2 separate regions of the Pan troglodytes genome follow, and region 2 is linked to region 1. The links are chromatin contacts, called in public HiChIP or PLAC-seq maps. All regions are on one chromosome and are shown on one strand. Each heading gives the region's core, a stretch centred on a gene start, on an enhancer-like site or on the middle of the called end of the contact. The rest is flanking DNA. Distances are from core to core; before and after follow the strand shown.

Region 1 (7,386 bases), core at 3,191-5,690:
TGCTCCCAGATGCTAGATCACAGATTGCATAAGGAAAGAACATGTGGTGTCTACAAAATCTGCAATGTTGAAACTCTCCACTTTGGGCATTATCCTGGCTTGCTTTCTATATTTCTATTAAAAAGTAAAGAGAGCTGGGTAAGTGGCTCACACCTGTAATCCTAGCACTTTGGGAGGCTGAGGCAGGAAGATGGCTTGAGGCCAGGAGTTCAAGACCAGCCTGGGCAACATAGTGAGACCCCCATCTCTACAAAAAATTTAGAAATTAGCTGGATATAGTAGTGCATTCCTGTGGTCCCAGCTACTCCAGAGGCTGAGGTGGGAGGACCGCTTGGGCCCAGGTCAAGACTGCAGTGAGCTGTGATCATGCTACTGTACTCCAGTCTCAAATAAATAAATAAATAAATAAATAAATAAATAAATAAATAACAGGAGAAATCTGTCTGCTCAATGTTCTGAATAAGACTATACTGATCAGGACTGGGCGCTGTGGCTCATGCCTGTAATCCCAAACACTTTGGGAGGCTCAGGCAGGCAGACCACCTGAGGTCAGGAGTTTGAGACCAGCATGGCCAAAATGGTGAAACGCTGTCTCTACTAAAAATACAAAAAATTAGCCGGGTGTGGTAGTGCGCGCCTGTAGTCCCAGCTACTTGGGAGACTGAGGCACGAGAACTGCTTGAGCCTGGGATGGGAAGGCTGCAGCGAGCTGAGATCGTGCCACTGCTCTCCAGCCTGGGAAACAGGGTGAGACTCCGTCTCAAAAAAAAAAAAGAGTGTGCCGATGGATCTAAAGAAACTAAAATGTGAGAATATATCCACTGCGTTGAAAGACTGCCCTCCAGCATGCAGATGCTTGGCTACCAGGCATGGCCACCCCATGTGTCATCTGCCTCCAAATCACTGGATAGCCACTCCAACTTGGGTGCCCAAACTGACTGCAGAGACCCACCCTTAGGCAGAGATCAGGAAGCAGTGTGGGTACCATCCGAATGGTGCTCAGAATTGTTTGAGCCATCTGTCTCTTGATATTCTGAAATTTTCTTTGAAGCTAATAATGTGACAATGTAGAAAGATCAAGGACTTCTAGAGCCAGGGGATCTGAAGACAGGCACCTGTGTGAACTCACGCAGGTTGCTTGACGCTAAAGGTTATCACACAACACACATGAACTCATCCCTATACCAGAACTAAACTATGGCAATAAGGCGAAAAGGTGCCTCTTTCACTCAGGTACCTCCTAATACCTTGAGAAAAAAAGGCTCCAGGTTCTCATCTCTGTCTTGCTGTCCCCGGCACAGTGCCTGGTCCGGCTGTGGCAGCTGAGGTCTTTGCCCCTGATCTGTGGTTTTGATGGTCCCAGCTGATATGCAGAAGGCAGAGGAAGGGGGTGGTGCTGTCCTGGGAGGCAGAGGACAAGGAAAGGAGCCATGGAGAGGAAAGAGTTAAAGACACATTTCCTCCAGGGCCAGGAGCTTTTCCAGTGACCAGGCAGTCAGTCGACAGCTTCTGTCAGTGCTCAGTTCTGCAGGCAGAGGAACAACAGTGGCATCTTCAGGCCAGTCAGATGAACTTGGCCAGGGAAATACAGAGGAAAGGCAGGGAACACCCTGATTTCAAACCACACTCTGGACTAGGTGAGGTGGCTCACACCTGTAACCCGAGCACTTTGGGAGGCTGAGGTGGGAGGATCCCTCTAGCCCAAGAGTTCGAGACCAGCCTGGGCAACAGAGTGAGGCCCTGTCTTTACACAAAAATTAAAAAATTAGCCGGGCATGGTGGTGCACACCTGTAATCCCAGCTACTAGGGAGGCAGAGGTGGGAGGATCACTTGAGCCCAAGAGGTGGAGGCTTCAGTGAGCCGTGATTGCACCCTGCACTCCAGCCTGGGCAACAGTGAGACCCTGTCTCAGAACACACACACACACACACACACACACACACACACACACACTGCAGTGCTGACAGCTGGCCAGTTTGTCTTTTCTCTACCTGACTCAGAACACACACACACACACACACACACACACACACACACACACACACTCTCTGCAGTGTTGACAGCTGGCCAGTTTGTCTTTTCTCTACCTGAGCTTACAGGTATTGTGCACAAGCGCAAGGGCCATCCCGTACAAAGCCCTGGGCCCCCCACTATCCCTGATATGTTGACATTTCTCCCCTTGCTGTAAGAAAGGCTTCAACCAAACTCTCATGGAGCTGGAACCTTAGTGCAGTGTCTATCAGTTAGGGCTAGGGCAAACCAGGGAAACCAATTTTGATTTTCAAAGAAACAAAATTGATCAGTAAGACATTGGACAGTTCATACAATCTCTGGGAAAGATGGGGAGGCAGGTTCAAGGGACAGGCAGGAAGGAAGGGAAACAGAACATTTAAAACCTAGACGAGCACACCACATGGTGATTCTGTCGAGGACGTCATTGTGGGTGCCCACGGCTGCCACCAGCACCACCGCCAGCATTAGCAGCTGGGAGCTGGAGCTAAGTTCACTGCCCTTGCTGTCCTTAGGGAGTGGATGTTGCCGGTGATACCTGTGCCACCACCAAAATGCAATCGCCCCTGTCACCTGCGATTTTTTTTTTTTTTTTTTTTTTGAGACAGGGTCTTGTTCTGTTGTCTAGGCTGGAATGCAGTGGCCCAATCATGGCTCACTGACGCAGTCTCGACCTCCAGAGGCTCAAGTGATCCTCTTGCCTCACTTGCCTCTTGTCAAGTGGCTGGGACTACAGGCCTACAGGCCCACACCACTACTCCCGGCTAATTTTCTTTTTCTTTTTTTTTTTTTTTTGAGACAGAGCCTCACTCTGTCGCTCAGGCTGGAGTGCAGTGGCTCGATCTCGGCTCACTGCAACCTCCGTCTCCCAGGTTCAAGTGATTCTCCTGCCTCAGCCTCCTGTCTGCTGCCTCAGCCTCCCGAGTAGCTGGGATTATAGGTGTGCGCCACCACGCCCAGCTAATTTTTGTATTTTTAGTAGAGACAGGGTATCACCATGTTGGCCAGGCTGGTCTCGAACTCCTGACCTCATGTGATCCGCCTGCCTCGGCCTCCCAAAGTGCTGGGATTACAGGCATGAGCCACCCGGCGCGCGCCCCTTTTTTTGTATTTTTTGTAAGGACGGGGTTTGGCCGGGTTGCCCAGGCTGGTCTTGAACTCCTGGGCTCAAGGGATCCACACGCCTTGGGCTCCCAAAGTGCTGGGATTACAGCCTGCTTCTTAATGTCACTAACTCTTCACCCAAGTCCTAGGCACTTGTGCCTGCTGTGCCAGTCCCAGGCCGCAGGCTGGCACCGTAGCTATAAAGGGCGCCAGAAAAAAAGATCTTGCTAGATAGCGATGAATTCCCCAATCACAGAAAGGAGATATACTGCGGATGCTTATCAGCCGAACACCAGTAAGTGTCCCTTGCAGAATGGGATTAGAGACTGCAAACTGCAGGCCCGCCAACAGAGGGTGCTCTGTGGGAAATTATGTGAAAATGTAGAAAAGAGCGCGAGCCAGTAATTTAAAAATCGACGTCCAAATACTCACTGGGTCACCTATCAGCTATGTAATTTGGGCAGGTAAATAAGCTTTTCTGTTTCTTTTTTTTTTTTTTTCCTCATAAATGGACTAGGAATATTACTCCTACCTACCTGGCATGGCCGATGTGCGAGAAAATGAGATAATCTCGTGGACAGGCTCTGAAAACTGCACTTTTACTGAGTAAAAAACCCTTTGCCTCTCCGGGCCCCCGTTTCCCCATCTGTAAAATGAGTCTGTAAAGTGAGAATGATACTCCCTACGCCGCAAGGCTCTTGCGGGTTAAACTGGAATATTATAAATGCACCATTTATTTGCAGATTGAAATTCTGTGCGTCCGGAGGTGGCGGGTGGGAGAAGGAATGAGCAGGGATGCAGGGTAGGCCCTGAGTTGCTGGGGGCTCAGCACGGCCGCTGCGCACATTGCATCATTTTGTCGACATTGGTGTGGGTGAAATCTTCCAAAAGAAATTAAAACAGAAAAAAAAAAAAAGAAGGGTCTGGGACTTAGCAGAAACAAGCCACAATCTCCAGATTCTACTATTCCTGGGCCACGTGAGGAGCGCCCACCCGTCTGGCGCTGCGTTCCCCGGGGCGTCCCAGCCTCTCCCGCCCAGCCCGCCGCCCTCCTCCCCCGTGGCCACCGAGGTCAGGCCTCTCGCAGGGAAAACGTCTTCAGGGGCTAAACATCGGTTTTAAACGAAATAGAAAACCCCCAACACGAATCAACAGCAGAGGAAAAACAGACGCCAAACAAGCGCTCAGAACCCCTTCAGGGGCGGCGAGATAGCTCTTCTCGGGGAACAGCGAGGGGCGCGGATGTCCCTCTTCCTAAAACTGCACGCGGGGTGCGATCCGAGACCCAGCGGCGGCGAGCGCGCCCGAGTCTGCTCGCGGGCGCCAGGCGCGCGGAGAGCGGCGGCTGCGCCTGCGCCAACGCCGTCAGCCCGCGGGGCCCGATCCCGACACCTAACTCCACAGAGAAGCTCTGCTCCTAAGGGAAAGGGAAGACTTCAGCCATAGTTTCGCAGCCAACCTGGCGACCTCACCTCTCTGGCGACCTCACTTCCCAGTCGGCTCCGTTTAAGAAAACCCCGCGCAGGACCGCGCCCGCCCCCTCGCGCCCGCCCCCTCGCGCCCGCCCCCTCGCGCCCGCCCCCTCGCGCCCGCCCCCTCGCGCCCGCCCCCTCGCGCCCGCCCCCTCGCGCCCGCCCCCTCGCGCCCGCCCCCTCGGGTAACAAACATGGCCCCCGGCGGGGCGGAAGCGCTTCCGCCCCCAACAAAGATGGCGGAGGGGCGGGACTAAAAGGGCGTAGGTGGATCGCCGGGGGCTGACGAGTGCACCATGGCCACCGCGGCAACCTCACCCTCGCTGAAGCGGCTGGATCTGCGCGACCCTGCGGCTCTTTTCGAGACGCATGGAGCGGAGGAGATCCGCGGGCTGGAGCGCCAGGTTCGGGCCGAGATCGAGCACAAGAAGGAGGAGCTGCGGCAGATGGTGGGCGAACGGTACCGCGACCTGATCGAGGCGGCCGACACCATCGGCCAGATGCGCCGCTGCGCCGTGGGGCTAGTGGACGCCGTGAAGGCCACCGACCAGTACTGCGCCCGCCTCCGCCAGGCCGGCTCGGCCGCGCCCCGGCCACCGCGGGCCCAGCAGGTCAGTCCCCGTGCCCCCACCCTGCGACCCGCAGGCGGGTCCCGGAGCCCCTGGCCTTGCAGGTCAACCCCGCCCCCCGCCTGTCAGTCCCAGACCCCGCGAGTCCTCACCTTCCTTAGCCAGGAGCCTATCCGGCCCTCACCCTTTGGGCCCCCCTCAGGGGACAGTGCCAGCCTTCCTTGCACAGATACGGCTGCTGATCCGTTCTGGAAATGCCATTCAACAGTTTCTTCAGGCGCTTTCCCCCGACTTCCGGGCCTTGATTCCTACACCTCACTGGGCTCCTTTCAATTTTAGCGGAAAACGCCAGGAGTTTCTGTCTTGGCAGTTCAACGCTCACCTATATAACATGTCCTGACATTGTTTTTCCTCAGGTTTCTCCCCTATGTTGACACCTGCACTCCAAGTCATTTCTTCCTCATCCCAACCTTCCCCTTATCCCTCCCCAAGAATAACTTCCACAACCCCAAATAGCTGTTCTACCCTTTGGGAGCTGTTGAGGGTAGTACCAGCTGTCAAGCCCTTAACCTTTTGTATGTATGTGACAGGGTCTCCCAAAGTGCTGGGATTACAGTCATGAGCCACCACAGCCGGCCAAGCCCTTACCTTTTAATAGCTGAACATTTTCATTTTCAGAACTAAGGCTTTTTTCATTCAGGTTATCCTTATCCCGTGTTCTTCCCACCAAACGCTATTGATTAGACACAATGAGGAAGGATGGGAGGTAAACAAACACATCCTCATATTGGAGCTGCAGCTTGCGTTCCTAAAGAATTTTTATTGGCCGGGTGCGGTGGCTCACGCCTGTAATCCCAGCACTTTGGGAGGCCGAGGCGGGTGGATCACGAGGTCAGGAGATCCAGACCATCCTGGCTAACACGGTGAAACCCCGTCTCTACTAAAAATACACAAAATTAGCCAGGCGTGGTGGCCGGCGCCTGTAGTCCCAGCTACTTGGGAGGCTGAGGCAGGAGAATGGCATGAACCTGGGAGGCGGAGCTTGCAGTGAGCCGAGATCACGCCACTGCACTCCAGCCTGGGCCACAGAGCGACTCTGTCTCAAAAAAAAAAAAAAAAAAAAGAATTTTTATTTATTTATTTTTTGAGACAGGATCTCGCTCTGTCACCCAGGCTGGAGTGCAGTGGCGCGATCTCGGCTCACTGCAACCTCCGCCTCCTGGGTTCAAGCGATTCTCCTGCCTCAGCCACCCGCGTAGCTGGGATTACAGGCACCTGCCACCATGCCCGACTAATTTTTGTACTTTCAGTAGAGACGGGGTTTCACCATGTTGGCCCGGCTGGTCTCCAACACCTGACCTCATGTGATCTGCCTGCCTTGGCCTCCCAAAGTGATGGGATTACAGGCGCGAGAGCCACCGCGCACGGCCCCTTAAAGAATATAGACCTAGCAAGGAACGAAGTGAAAGGGCATGAAGGGTGAAAAAGGTAAACAGGGAGTTGTTTTTAACAGCCTGGGAGAACTTACTGGGACATAGAAGAAAAAATTGAAAAGTACAGTCTAACTCCAGTTTGGAACTTTTTCATGCTATTTGAGCTTTACAGAAATCCTGGTCAGTAGACTGGACTGACACAATAAAACTATAGGAAGTTGCAAATAAGTTTGCGTATTTTTGAAATGAGTGACCTCATCCCTCCCAAAGCTAACATTTAGTACACGTGTCCCCTTAGGTGGCCAGCCTTTGCTGTAACTGAGTCATGCTTCAGGGTTTATTAAAACGCTAACTTGAATTATGCCTGATTTTAGAAATGTATTGATTTTCATAGTTGTTATATCTGGTTTATTCTCGGTTAACCCCACAAAAATTTGAGTGTCTTCTTCGTTCACATTACAAAGAAACAGAAGTCCCCCAATTCCTGCTCTGAAGGAGCTTACAATCTGGTCGAGGAAATAAATCCATGGAAACTTGACAAGAAAAAAATGTAAAAAATTTTAGAATAACAGGTCAGGCACTGTGGCTCATGCCAGCACTTTGGGAGGCCAAGGCAGGTGGATTGCTTGATCACAGGAGTTTGAAACCAACCTGGGCAACATGGTGAAACACCATCTCTACAAAAAATACCAAGAAATGAGCGGGCATGGTGGCACATGCCTGTGGTCCCAGCTACTTGGAAGGCTGAAGTGGGAAGATCTCTTGAGCCCAAGAGGTCAAGGCTGCAGTGAGCCATG
Region 2 (7,386 bases), core at 1,396-3,895, 40 kb after region 1:
TGTCTCTACTAAAAATACAAAAGAGTTAGCAGGGCGTGGTGGCGTGTGCCTGTAATCCCAGCTACTTGGGAGGCTGAGGCAGGGGAACTGCTTGAACCCAGGAGGTAGAGGTTGCAGTGAGCCGAGATCGCGCCACTGCACTCCAGCCTGGCTGACACAGTGAGACTCCATCTCAAAAAAAAAAAAAAAAAAAAAAAAGAGTATGGAAACTAGTGGTTTTCAAACTTTATTTTAAAAAGTAACAGAACTCTTTCTTTCTTACTGTAAAAAAATTCTCTCTATATAAGAGATAAAGGATCTGTTAAAGTAGGGACTCCCAGTCTGGTGAGGTGGCTCACATCTGTAATCCCAGCACTTTGGGAGGCCGAGGCGGGTGGATCCCTTGAGCCCAGGAGTTCAAGACCAGCCTGGGCAATATAGTGAAACCCCACCTCTACCAAAAATACACAGATTAGCTGGGTGTGGTAGCTCACACCTGTGGTCCAGCTACTCAGGAGGCTGACGTGGGAGGATCACCTGAGCCTGGGAGGTTGAGGCTGCAGTGAGGCATGATGGGGCCACTGCACTCCAGCCTGGTCGACAGAGTGAGACTCTGTCAATCAATCAGTCAATCAATCAACCAATCAATCAATCAATAAGCAGGGACTCCCTCACCACACACTCACCTCTCTGCGGCTATCCAATCTACTGTGGGAGAGCCTGAAAACCCTTTTTTTTTTTTAGATGGAAGTTTCGCTCTTGTTGCCCAGGCTTGAGTGCAGTGATCTCGGCTCACTGCAACCTCCGCCTTCCAGGTTCAAGCGATTCTCCTGCCTTAGCCTCCCAAGTAGCTGGGATTAAGGTGCCCACCACCAGGCCCAACTAATTTTTTTGTATTTTTAGTAGAGACAGAGTTTCACCATGTTGGCCAGAGTGATCTCCAACTCCTGACCTCAGGTGATCCGCCCGCCTTGACTTCCCAAAGTGCTGGGATTACAGGCTTGAGCCACCGCACCCAGCCGAAAAACCACCGTCTTAGACCATCCTAGAGCTGGCAGAGCTGGCCCATCATACTCCATTAAACACTGGCAAGAAAAGCCTGTCCAAATCAAATAACTTCTTTAAAACATGTTGAGATTATTTGTGTACAAGATAAAAGGAATCTACTGCCAGTATAAATGCATTCAGATTAGTTATGTACAGTAGAATTTTTATTTGTAGGAAATATTTAGATTTTTTTTCAGATATGTGAGACACCCCAAGAGAATATCGTAAGTATAAACTGGGTTTGGGAAAGAATAATATGGCAGTCGGGTCAGATTCACTGTATCTAAAGATCTTGTTCCTAATTCCGATGGCATGTCTGTAATTGGGCCCCCAATTTCAAATTTAGTCCACTCTTCTTTTCTATACAAGGAGAGGCTTTATGCTCCACCTGCTACATGACCCAAATCAATAATCCAATGCAGCAGCTTGGGGAACCCTAGGTTTTCACTATGGGACCAAATAAACTCAGGATACTTTTGAGAACTTCAATCACATGAAATAATTATTTCAGAGAAGGATCCTTGTGGAAAGACCGTAACAGGAAGAGCATTCTGAGGTAACCTTTCCCAACTTTCTCCTCCACACATTCTTGCAGAGGAAATTAAGAGAAAGAAAAAAATCAAGAAATCCCAACTTAGTCCGGACTCTAGTAGTACATGTCAAGCACAGAACCCCTAATTTAAGACCCGGGTCCCGAGGCCAGGCTCCCTCGGGAGGGTAGCGAGTGCATCGCGATAAAATCTTTCCTCCCGCCTTCGGAATCAAACGGCCTCGCAATCCAAACAGTTTAGAATCCAGCTTGTTCTTAATGCCACAGTCAAGAGAAGATCCATAACCCGCCTTGGTCATCTGCCCTTCTGTGTTCACAACCGTTCAGGGCACAAGTTCTTCGGTCTAACCGAATCTTTCCCTGCTGCGGGGTTAAGCCCAACCTTTCTTTCTGACCTTGGGGAGCCGGCAGCTCCCCGCCCGGTGCCCTCACAAAAGCCTTTGGGGGCTCCCTCTCCAAGATGAGACGTTTATCCCATCCCCCCACCCTCCTACATTTAGGACAGGAAAGCTTTAGGGCCACCGTCTCTCTTCCGGGACCGATCACACTTCGTTCCAAATAGGAAAAGACAGGGGGGAAAAAAGATGGAGGGGCGGGAGACCTGGACCCCGGAGAGTCACCTTCCAGCTACCCACAGGAACCAAGCATCCGATCACTCGCGCATCCCTCTCCCCTCCTCTCCCGGCCCGCAGTGCACCCCACAGGGAGCCCCGCTGGGTCCACTCTTGCTCCGACCCCCATTTCGCGCGCCCCCTCGGCTCTATCTCCCAGATCCTCAGGCGACGAATGGAAAGGGGGTCCCTTCCCTCTTACCTGGGACGGAGGCGCTCGCTCATGGCAGCTGGCGGATGGAAGCTACGCGGCGCCGCTCCGCGAAGAGAGGGAACAGAGGGGGTTGTGTTTCGGCGGCCGCCACGCCCACCCCCTCGGGCCTTGGCTCTCGCAGCCGCTCGGGTGGACGCAGCCGGTGGCGAGTACCCCTCAGTCGGACCCGTACCACCACTACTTCCGGCGTCTGCTCCGCGCCCCCCCATGTCGCTGCCGCCGTGGTACCGCCCTCCCGCGGCTGCGCAGTGGCACCATCCCAACCGCACCGACTGGTAACCCCGCCCACGGGAAGAGGCGGGCTCGGAGCGGGAGGAGCGACTAGGAGCTTCTGGGAGAAAGGACCTCCCCTGGGGTGGCAGAAGCGCTCGCCTGTTCACAGCCAACGGAGGGTACGGTATAAAAGTCAAGCCAGGTTTCAAATAAATTCAATTATGTCATAATAATATCATACAAGTATTTGAGTTGAATCCGTGTGAGGTAACATATTTTAAAACAGGCGGACCTATCCGGCAGTGGTGCAGACGGCCTGACGCGGTTCCTTGGCCGGGGGTTGGGCAGGCGCCTGGGGGGCTTCCCTGGGGGGCTTGTCGCCGGGGTCGCCTGGGCTTTCAGGTCTTCCGAGGTGAGGACGGTGGTCTGTGGGGAGCTTGCAAGGGCGGGTTTGTTTTCCGCGGCCCACGTTCTAAGTCTGGGGAAGACTCTCCTGAGCGGAGAGGGGAGGGAATCGGGTGCCGGGGCCGGCGGAGGGTCTTCCTGGAACCGCAGGAGGAAATCCTCGGTGGGGCTGCGGGAACGCCTGTCCCTGACCCAGGAGCTGCCGGGCCGACCCCATCCACTCCGCAGAATCAGAACAGCTGGCAGAATCAGAACAGCTTTCAGGGAAAGGAAGGGTGCGGGGAGGTGGGCAGGCTGGTAACGCAGCGGGAGGAGGGAAAGGCGGCTGGAGAGCGCCGGAGGTGAGGGTGAGGATTAGTGGAACTATTGAGGTCCTCCTTGAGCCCGGAGGCTGGGGAGGTCTTAACTCTGCTTTCCGGAACCTGTGTTTCTATTTGGTTCAGTATCGTGCCGCATTTACTCACTGTGCATGCTGCCAAGTCACCTGTCTGATCGTGTCTTACACAGGCTGACATTCACGTTTCATTCTGCCACACTCGGGAACGGTGATCGGGGAAGCATGGGGATCCGGGAGAAGCACCCGCAAAACTAGCATCCTCCTGGAGGAGCTCGGGTAAGAAAACAGACACCCACGTATAGACGTTATCGTGGGAATGTACCGGGATCTTTCAAGTAGGGTTGAGTGTGAGGTGGAGTGGAGGCAGAAACGTCTAGCAGGTGTCAAGCCCTTTCTAACGTTGTTAGCCGAAGGTCCATGGACTGGCTTCATTTGTGTGTATTATTGTAAACAAACAGTCTGTGGCTTTCATCCCGTTAGTGTGTACCTCCAAACAAAGTAAGAATGATGGCTCACGCCTGTAATCCCAGCAGGCCGGGCGCGGTGGCTCACGCCTGTAATCCCAGCACTTTGGGAGGCCGAGGCGGGTGGATCACCTGAGGTCAGGAGTTCAAAACCAGCCTGGCCAACATGGTGAAACCCCGTCTCTACTAAAAATACTAAAATTAGCTGGGCGTGGTGGCGCACGCCCTTAATCCCAGTAATCCCAGCCACTCGGGAGGCTGAGGCAGGAGAACCGTTTGAACCTGGGAGGCTGAGGTTGCTGTGAGCCAAGATCGCGCCACTGCACTCCAGCCTGAGTGACAGAGCGAGACTCCATCTCAAAAAAAAAAAGACCAAACAACAACAAAGTAAGAATGATTACTGTAATCTGTTGGCAGAAAACAGTTTTGTTTTGAATGACTTCGTACAGGATAAGGTGGGTTGGTTGCTTTATTGAATGGATTGGTGAAGATTGTGTCTATTTTGTAAGTGGTTTCAGTCACCCTTTTTAATCTCTTTGGTAGTCAGAAGATATTATCAGTTGTAGTACTGAATAATATTTAAACGTTTATATCTAAAGAATTCAGTGAACAAATATGGTATGCCAGGCTCAGTGCTAGGTTTTTACATACAGCTGTGTGCAGGATAGATATGTTTCCTGCCCTCTGGAACTTTATAGAAAGAATAAGAGATGTAGAAAGGAAATAACTTTCAACTAAACATTGGAATTAAACATTTTCTTTTCTGGACTTTAAAGAATAACAGGTACAAATATACATGGTATGTTTTTTTTTTAATTTTTTACATCGTATATGTTTAACAAAGATGTCAAACTAATTTGCCAGTAATCTGTTGTACTAGAAACTATAAGTAGGCCAGGCGTGGTGTCTCACGCCTGTAATCCCAGCACACTGGGAGGCCGAGGCGGGCGGATCACGAAGTCAGGAGATTGAGACCATCCTGGCCAACATGGTGAAACCCTGTCTCTACTAAAAATACAAAAATTAGCCTGGCGTGGTGGCGCATGCCTGTAGTCCCAGCTACTTGGGAGGCTGAGGCAGGACAATCGCTTAAACCTGGGAAATGGAGGTTGCAGTGAGCCGACACTGCACTCCGGCCTGGTGACAGAGTGAGACTCTGTCTCAAAAAAAAAAAAAAAAAAAAAGTATAAGTGAAAAACAGGACTGTGTCCTCGGCCATGTATATATTTGTGCATTATGCATACATTTTATATATATCCGTGTGTGTGTGTGTATATATATGCATATTACTGACTAAATGTTAGTAGAGCTTCGTTTCTCATTCTTAGATTGTGGTAATTCTAATATTTTCTTCTTACACCCTAGTGGATATTCCATTTATCACTTTGGAAATCTCTGCTGTAATCAGTAACCTTTGGCTGGGCGTGGGCGTGGTAGCTCACGCCTGTAATCCCAGCACTTTAGGAGGCTGAGGTGGGTGGATTGCCAGAGCTCAGGAGTTCGAGACCAGTCTGGGCAACATGGACACGGTGAAACCCCGTCTTTACTAAAATACAAAAAATTAGTCAGGCGTGGTGGCATGCCCCTGTAGTCCCAACTACTTGGGAGGCTGAGACAAGAGAATTGCTTGAACCTGGGAGGCGGAGTTTGCAGTGAGCAGATATTGTGCCACTGCACTCCAGCCTGGGTGACAGAGTGAGACTCTGTTTCCAAAATAAATAAATAAATAACCTTTGGTTCCTGGCCTAAGTTTTTTATTCTTTACCATTCTGTCCTTGAATAACGTGTTTAAGGGTTTTTAAACAATTTTTTATACTCATGTAATGACTAGTTGACTTGCTGTAACCATAAGTAGCAAACATCTAGCTTGTTCCAAATGAATTTAAAAGATACAACACGTAAGTAAAATATTGGTATTTACAAACTATGTGCTTCTCATAATCTCACATTTACCTTTTTCAGGAATAGGATGAGTGATAATCCACCCAGAATGGAAGTGTGTCCTTACTGTAAGAAGCCATTTAAACGATTAAAATCCCACTTGCCATACTGTAAGATGATAGGACCAACCATACCTACTGATCAAAAAGTTTATCAGTCCAAGCCAGCTACACTCCCACGTGCTAAAAAGATGAAAGGGCCAATCAAAGATTTAATTAAAGCTAAAGGGAAAGAGTTAGAGACAGAGAATGAAGAAAGAAATTCTAAGTTGGTGATGGACAAACCAGAACAGACAGTGAAGACCTTTCCACTACCAGCTGTTGGTTTGGAAAGAGCAACTACTACAAAGGCAGATAAAGACATCAAGAATCCAATCCAACCATCCTTCAAAATGTTAAAAAATACTAAACCAAAGACTACTTTCCAAGCAGAAACCAAGGCTCAGTTTTACGCATCAGAGAAAACCTCTCCTAAAAGAGAACTTGCCAAAGATTTGCCTAAATCAGGAGAAAGTCGATGTAATCCTTCAGAAGCTGGAGCATCTTTACTGGTTGGCTCAATAGAACCTTCTTTGTCAAATCAAGATAGAAAATATTCCTCAACTCTACCTAATGATGTACAAACTACCTCTGGTGATCTGAAATTGGACAAAATTGATCCCCAAAGACAGGAACTTCTAGTAAAATTACTAGACGTGCCTACTGGTGATTGTCATATTTCTCCAAAGAATGTCAGTGATGGGGTTAAAAGGGTAAGAACATTATTAAGCAATGAAAGAGATTCCAAAGGCAGGGATCACCTCTCAGGAGTCCCTACTGATGTTACAGTTACTGAGACTCCAGAAAAGAACACAGAATCACTCATTTTAAGCCTTAAAATGAGCTCATTAGGTAAAATCCAAGTCATGGAGAAACCAGAGAAAGGACTTACCCTGGGAGTAGAGACATGTGGGAGCAAAGGAAATGCAGAGAAAAGTATGTCCGCAACAGAAAAGCAGCAACGGACTGTCATGAGCCATGGCTGTGAGAACTTCAACACCAGGGATTCAGTCACAGGAAAGGAGTCTCAAGGGGAAAGACCACATTTAAGTTTGCTCATTCCGAGGGAGACGACTTACGAGTTTCATTCTGTATCGCAGTCAAGTAGTCAAAGTCTTGCCTCTCTAGCTACAACATTTCTTCAAGAAAAGAAAGCAGAAGCCCAGAATCATAATCGTGTCCCTGATGTAAAGGCATTAATGGAGAGTCCCGAGGGACAGTTATCTCTGGAGCCCAAATCTGATAGTCAGTTCCAAGCATCACACACTGGGTGCCAGAGCCCTTTATGCTCAGCCCAGCGTCACACTCCTCAGAGCCCCTTCACCAATCATGCTGCAGCTACTGGCAGGAAGACTCTTCGCAGCTGCATGGGGCTGGAGTGGTTTCCAGAGCTCTATCCTGGTTACCTTGGACTAGGGGTGTTGCCAGGGAAGCCTCAGTGTTGGAATGCAATGACCCAGAAGCCACAACTTATCAGTCCTCAGGGGGAAAGACTCTCGCAAGGTAAACAAGCTTATTTTCAATTGCCATCTGTCCTATCCAAAATGCTCTCTCTGCCTTTTGAATTTATAAGGGTCAAAATACTAA

The links. HiChIP or PLAC-seq counts read pairs in DNA pulled down with a chosen protein or histone mark.
Region 2: a contact with region 1 is called in an H3K4me3 HiChIP or PLAC-seq map of stem cell-derived excitatory neurons, with 4 times the contacts expected there. The contact joins the promoter of VCF1 here to the promoter of COG1 in region 1. A contact is called at or near these places in 1 of 7 Hi-C or Micro-C datasets (stem cell-derived neural progenitor cells) and 1 of 1 datasets of contacts at active chromatin or transcription factors (stem cell-derived excitatory neurons).

Annotation. Positions count from the first base shown.
Region 1 is chr19:86,168,517-86,175,902 of NHGRI_mPanTro3-v2.0_pri, forward strand. COG1 (component of oligomeric golgi complex 1) reads left to right here and starts at 4,441. Exons shown (of 14, transcript XM_003315702.7): 1 at 4,441-5,198. The coding sequence starts at 4,884.
Region 2 is chr19:86,210,437-86,217,822 of NHGRI_mPanTro3-v2.0_pri, forward strand. VCF1 (VCP nuclear cofactor family member 1) reads right to left here and starts at 2,646. Exons shown (of 3, transcript XM_016932857.3): 1 at 2,390-2,646. The coding sequence starts at 2,610. MTNAP1 (mitochondrial nucleoid associated protein 1) reads left to right here and starts at 2,931. Exons shown (of 6, transcript NM_001251848.2): 1 at 2,931-3,026; 2 at 3,527-3,632; 3 at 5,783-7,302. The coding sequence starts at 5,790.